2 separate regions of the Pan troglodytes genome follow, and region 1 is linked to region 2. Evidence: chromatin contacts called from public HiChIP or PLAC-seq data. All regions are on one chromosome and are shown on one strand. Each heading gives the region's core, a stretch centred on a gene start, on an enhancer-like site or on the middle of the called end of the contact. The rest is flanking DNA. Distances are from core to core; before and after follow the strand shown. Region 1 holds the start of TBC1D24 (TBC1 domain family member 24). Region 2 holds the start of DNASE1L2 (deoxyribonuclease 1 like 2).

Evidence for each region. HiChIP or PLAC-seq counts read pairs in DNA pulled down with a chosen protein or histone mark.
Region 1: an H3K4me3 HiChIP or PLAC-seq map of stem cell-derived excitatory neurons shows a contact between it and region 2, with 5 times the contacts expected there. The contact joins the promoter of TBC1D24 here to the promoter of DNASE1L2 in region 2. A contact is called at or near these places in 1 of 7 Hi-C or Micro-C datasets (stem cell-derived neural progenitor cells) and 1 of 1 datasets of contacts at active chromatin or transcription factors (stem cell-derived excitatory neurons).

What each region holds. Positions count from the first base shown.
Region 1 is chr18:5,086,132-5,088,838 of NHGRI_mPanTro3-v2.0_pri, forward strand. TBC1D24 (TBC1 domain family member 24) reads left to right here and starts at 1,336. Exons shown (of 8, transcript XR_010152219.1): 1 at 1,336-1,413. It overlaps NTN3 (netrin 3), which reads left to right. Exons shown (of 6, transcript XM_003314927.6): 6 at 1-350. The coding sequence ends at 349.
Region 2 is chr18:4,847,620-4,850,319 of NHGRI_mPanTro3-v2.0_pri, forward strand. It overlaps DNASE1L2 (deoxyribonuclease 1 like 2), which reads left to right and starts at 1,367. Exons shown (of 8, transcript XM_054668732.2): 1 at 1,367-2,083; 2 at 2,301-2,483; 3 at 2,561-2,649. The coding sequence starts at 1,850. It overlaps E4F1 (E4F transcription factor 1), which reads left to right. Exons shown (of 14, transcript XM_016928632.2): 11 at 101-299; 12 at 382-524; 13 at 604-666; 14 at 739-1,265. The coding sequence ends at 1,095.

The DNA of each region.
Region 1 (2,707 bases), core at 86-2,585, 240 kb after region 2:
GGTGCAGGTGGCGGTGGGTGCGCACGGCGAGGCGCGCGGCGCGTGGACACGCTTCCCGGTGGCGGTGCTCGCCGTGTTCCGGAGCGGAGAGGAGCGCGCGCGGCGCGGGAGTAGCGCGCTGTGGGTGCCCGCCGGGGATGCGGCCTGCGGCTGCCCGCGCCTGCTCCCCGGCCGCCGCTACCTCCTGCTGGGGGGCGGGCCTGGAGCCGCGGCTGGGGGCGCGGGGGGCCGGGGGCCCGGGCTCATCGCCGCCCGCGGAAGCCTCGTGCTACCCTGGAGGGACGCGTGGACGCGGCGCCTGCGGAGGCTGCAGCGACGCGAACGGCGGGGGCGCTGCAGCGCCGCCTGAGCCCGCCGGCTGGGCAGGGCGGCCGCTGCTCCCACATCCAGGCGCACGTTCACCCTGTGCCTTCGCCTGCCAAGGAGTCCTTGCTCGCGTCGCGCGTGTCGCCACCTGGGCCGCCGCCCCGTCCCCGCCGGCAGCTCCCTCGATACCTCCCGTCTGGCCCTGGGGGGATGTGACCGGCGCAGGGACAGCCCGCCCCGCACAGAGGCGGGTGATATGGCACACCCAGAGGACCCCATGGTCTCCCGCCCTCTGGCTGTCGGCCCTGTCCCAGGGGCACTGGGATACCCGGAAGGCTGTAAATCCTTCGTGATGCCGGGCCCTCTCGGGGATCTCAGATCATCCTTGGGGCCGCTGTGATGCACCCCCACCCGTGCGGCGACCCGCCAGGGAGCGCGCTGACCTCCCCAAAGACTGTGGCCACCGCAGGCGCCTTGGACCCCCATGGGGGGACAGGGCGTCCCCTGCCTCCTGCACCCCACGAGGGCGGCGGCCTTGGCCCCTGCGGGCTGAGCGTCCGCGTCCGGGTGCCCCGCGGCGTCTGCTGCCGGGTCCCGTAACTTTCTTGGCCGCCTGTGTCCCCGTCTGCGGGCTCCGTCCGGCCGTCCCTCTCTCTGCCGCGTCTCTGACCGTCGGCGCCACGGCTCCTCAGCTCAGGGCCCGTCCCAGAACCTCCTTCCAGCCCTTCTCCCCCGACTCGGGAAGGGACGTCGTGCCCACGCGGTTCCGGATCCACGCGTGACCCGGCCGGACCGCGACTCCGACAGGCGGCTGTCCGGGCCCCCGATGCCCTCGGCAGGGCCGTGCCACCCCCCGCCCCCCTTGGCTTGTCCCCCTGGGACCGCACTGCCGTTGCCTCCCCTCGGCGCGGGACCGGTTCCCGGCCGGCCCCAGCTTCCGCCGCTGCGGCCGCCGACCGTCAGCGCGCATGCCCAGAGCCGGGCAGGCCGGAGCCCCGCGGGCTCTCCGGGGTGGGCACAGGGCGACAGCTCGGCGGGGGCGGGGCCGAGCACGCGCGTGCGCAGAAAGGCCGGCGCGGCAGGCTGAGGAGAAAGCGGCGCGCGGAGGTGGGTGCGCTCGGGGCGTGCGGGGGGCGCGCGGCGGGGTGGCGGGTGGCGGGGCCGGGTCCCCGCTGTCACCGCGGTCGGCGCGTGCTGGGGGCGGCAGCGTGGGGGCCGGGCTGCGGGCCCCATTCGAGGCGGGGATCCCCGGCCACGCGCGGGTTGGGGGCTCCAGAGCCCGGCACCGCCCGGCGCTGCAGCTGCGGCTTGGCCTACGGGAGGGGGCGCAGGAGCGGGACCCCCTGGGCGCGAGGCCCGATCCCCGCCCGGTCGCTGGCCCGCGGCCCGGCCCAGGGCATGGTGTCGTCTGGAAGAGTGACTGTGTCACTGTTTCCTTGGGGCGCTTTCCGTCTCCGCAGGGTCGGAAATCCTCTTCGGGGCTCGGTGAGATTGCAACAGATTCTGATACGCCCTGCCCTGTGGACCTGCAGCGGCCCCGGGCCCCGCCCCGCCCCGCCCAGGGATGACACACGCCCCCACCGACCACCCGCTTGGGGGTCCGCCAGCCCCCGGCCCTGTCCAGTGGGGGGCCCCTCTGGGTGCGCCGTGCCAGGCGGCCGCTGTCCTTCGGGCCCTGGGAGGTGGAAGCCAGGGACTCCCAGCCCTGAGCCAGCACAGCGGAGGGGAGAGCCGGCCCCACCTGGGCTGGGCTGCACCTGTTCCCGCCCCCTCCAGGCGGGAGTCCCCGCGGCCTGGCCACAGGCTTCTTTGATGGCCGTGCCCCGCAGGGAAACGCGCTGTGGCCCCCGGGTTACTGCTTGCGGGGGTGATATTAAAGGCCAAAGGTTGTCTAAAAGCCACCTGGGTGGTGTGGAGGTGCAGGTGGGCTGTTAGGTTGGTGGCTGTGGTTGTGAAGCCGATGTCCCTGTTTTTACCCAGCAGCTTATTCCAGAAAGGGGGCGTCAGCCCGCCCTTCCAGTGCCGATAGAAGCCCTAGCGGGTGACTTTTCCCTGTTTTGCTGTGTTTGCTCTGGAGTCACCAGGTGACTTCCAGGCAGTGTGCAGAAGGAACCGTCCCGTTATTTGGCACGTGGGCCGTTTCCTCCACCCGAGGTCCAGGGCTCCGTCTTCACAGCCTGTCCTCAGCACACAGTAGGCACCTGTAGATGGCACACGTGGCGTTTCCTCCGCCCGAGGGCCAGGGCTCTGTCTTCAGCACACAGTAGGCACCTGTAAATGTTTGCTCAGTTGCGGCGAAGACAAGCAGTCAGGTTCTTTTCATTTTAAGGAACACACACTGGGAAAAAAAACCAATCCAGATTAGAGAAGATCAGAAAATCTTACGAAGATTTTACAGTTA
Region 2 (2,700 bases), core at 117-2,616:
TCAGTCTTGACCCAGCCCCTCCCTTGGGCCAGAAGCGGGAGGGGAGAGCTGTAGTCTGTTGTGGCCAAGGCCAGGCTGGCACTGACAGGTGTCTCCACAGAACGCACAGCAGGTGCACTTCAGGACACACCTGGAGGAGAAGCCGCACGTGTGCCAGTTCTGCAGCCGTGGCTTCCGAGAGAAGGGCTCACTGGTGCGGCACGTGCGACACCACACAGGCGAGAAGCCGTTCAAGTGCTACAAGTGCGGCCGTGGCTTCGCCGAGCACGGCACGCTGAACCGGCACCTGCGCACCAAAGGTCTGGGCCGGTGGAGGTGGGAGGGGGAGGGGAGGGGAGGGGGCCGGGGCTCGCCAAGCCCTGACCGAGTCCCCACCCACAGGGGGCTGCCTGCTGGAGGTGGAGGAGTTGCTGGTGTCTGAGGACAGCCCCGCGGCAGCCACCACCGTCCTCACGGAAGACCCGCACACAGTGTTGGTGGAGTTCTCGTCCGTGGTAGCTGACACCCAGGAGTATATCATCGAGGTGGGTGTGGGGCCCTGGGGCCGTGCTGGGACCCAGGGGCAGCCAAGGCTGACCTCTGTCCTTCTGCCCATCTGCCCAGGCCACTGCGGACGATGCGGAGACCAGTGAGGCCACGGAGATCATCGAGGGCACCCAGACGGAGGTGAGGGGTGGGGCAGGCAGGGGCGGGGAGGCTCCCTGGCACAGCCGCTCTCGCTGAGCCGTGGCCCTGCAGGTGGACAGCCACATCATGAAGGTGGTGCAGCAGATCGTGCACCAGGCTAGCGCCGGCCACCAGATCATCGTGCAGAACGTTACCATGGACGAGGAGACGGCGCTGGGCCCAGAGGCGGCTGCCGCCGACACCATCACCATCGCCACCCCCGAGAGCCTGACAGAGCAGGTGGCCATGACGCTGGCCTCGGCCATCAGCGAGGGCACTGTGCTTGCCGCCCGGGCAGGGACAAGTGGCACTGAACAGGCCACTGTGACCATGGTGTCATCAGAGGACATCGAGATCCTGGAGCATGCAGGCGAGCTGGTCATCGCCTCGCCAGAGGGCCAGCTGGAGGTGCAGACGGTCATCGTCTAGCATGAGGTCTGCGGGGTCCTGGCCGGGCAGGGACAGGGCAGAGGACTCTGAGCGCCCCACCCATGCCTGCCTGGCCTGGTAGAGAAGATGGCACAGAATGGAGGCGCCCCAAGACGGACAGTGTACATAAGAGTTTCTTGTTGCTTTACAATAAAACATGAGAACCTGCAGCTTGTGATGTTGCGGCAGTGGCAGCCTCTGCGGCTGGTGCCACCACCTTTGCCCAGGCCCCCGCAGCAGCACCTGCCTCCCAGGCCACTCCTAGACTCACGTGCCTGGCCGCCCTGCCCAGGGGCTTCTGCCAGCCCTGGCGGCGCCTTGGTGCTGTGTGGGTGTCATTGGCATGTTGACCAACAGCCTCCTGCCCTGCCCAGCTGGAGCTGTGCCCCCAGCTGCGCTGCCTGAGGCCTGTGGGTGGGTGGGAGGACCAGGGACGGGGACAGGGAGATCTGGGAGCCTCGGCCTCCACCGCAGGGTGAGCAGGTGGAGCAGCAGCAGGAGATGCTGGGCAGGGAGTGTGGCTGGTCCTTCCTGCGCTGCCTTGCTTTCCCTGAAGGGATTCTGCTCAGGGAGGCAGAGTCTAGGCGACCTAATTTCTAGGGGCGAGGACAAGAACACAGCCACACCGGGATGTGGCTGACCGTCTATCTCCCTCCTAGGGGGCTGGCAGGGGCTTCTGGGACGGTTTTGGGACAGGTCTGGGGCACCAGAACCGGCTCAGGCAGGTCTCCCACCCCTTACCCTGGGGGTCTCCATGGGAATGAAAGCCAGGAGTTCATCAGGCATCCCGCTGAGTCGAGGGGGCGGGACCCAGTGCAGCCCGGCCCCTCCCTGGCCCAGGACCTCAAATACCGGCCCCTGCCTTGGCGCCAGAGCTGCTGCCAGAGGGAGTCAGTGCAGTCCTGTGTCGGACACGCCCGCAGCCTGGACCCGGGATCCCCATCCCCCTAGGATCTCTGAGCCTCGGGCCTCTGCACCCACATCCAAGGTGAGTCTCTCGGCTGCCCTGAGCTGGGGCTGGATGGGCGGGACCCTCCATTCCGGCTGCAGCTTCCCGCGCAGTGAGAAGGCAGCGGTCCCTGAGAGCCCAGCAGTGCCCTGGGAGCCTGCAGAATGCAGGGGCGGATTCCGCGTCGCACTGGCCGTCAAGGGGTGGCCGCGGAGGAAAGGGGTGGGTCGGTGGGTCTGACAGCGGGTCTGCGTAGGCGGCAGCGTCTGTCCCTCCCAGCCTCTCGCTCCGCGCCATGGGCGGGCCCCGGGCTCTGCTGGCCGCACTCTGGGCGCTGGAAGCCGCCGGGACCGCCGCGCTTCGCATCGGAGCCTTCAACATTCAGAGCTTCGGTGACAGCAAAGTGTCGGACCCGGCTTGCGGCAGCATCATCGCGAAGGTGGGGCCCGGGCCGGGGCGGGGCGGCGTTTAGGGGTGCTGACCGCGCTGACCCCCGCACCCGCCGCTCCTCCCCAGATCCTGGCTGGCTACGACCTCGCGCTGGTGCAGGAGGTGCGAGACCCAGACCTCAGCGCTGTGTCCGCGCTCATGGAGCAGATCAACAGGTGTGGTGGGCAGGGCCCCTCGTCGCGATCCCCCGCCGGGATCTCGCCCCG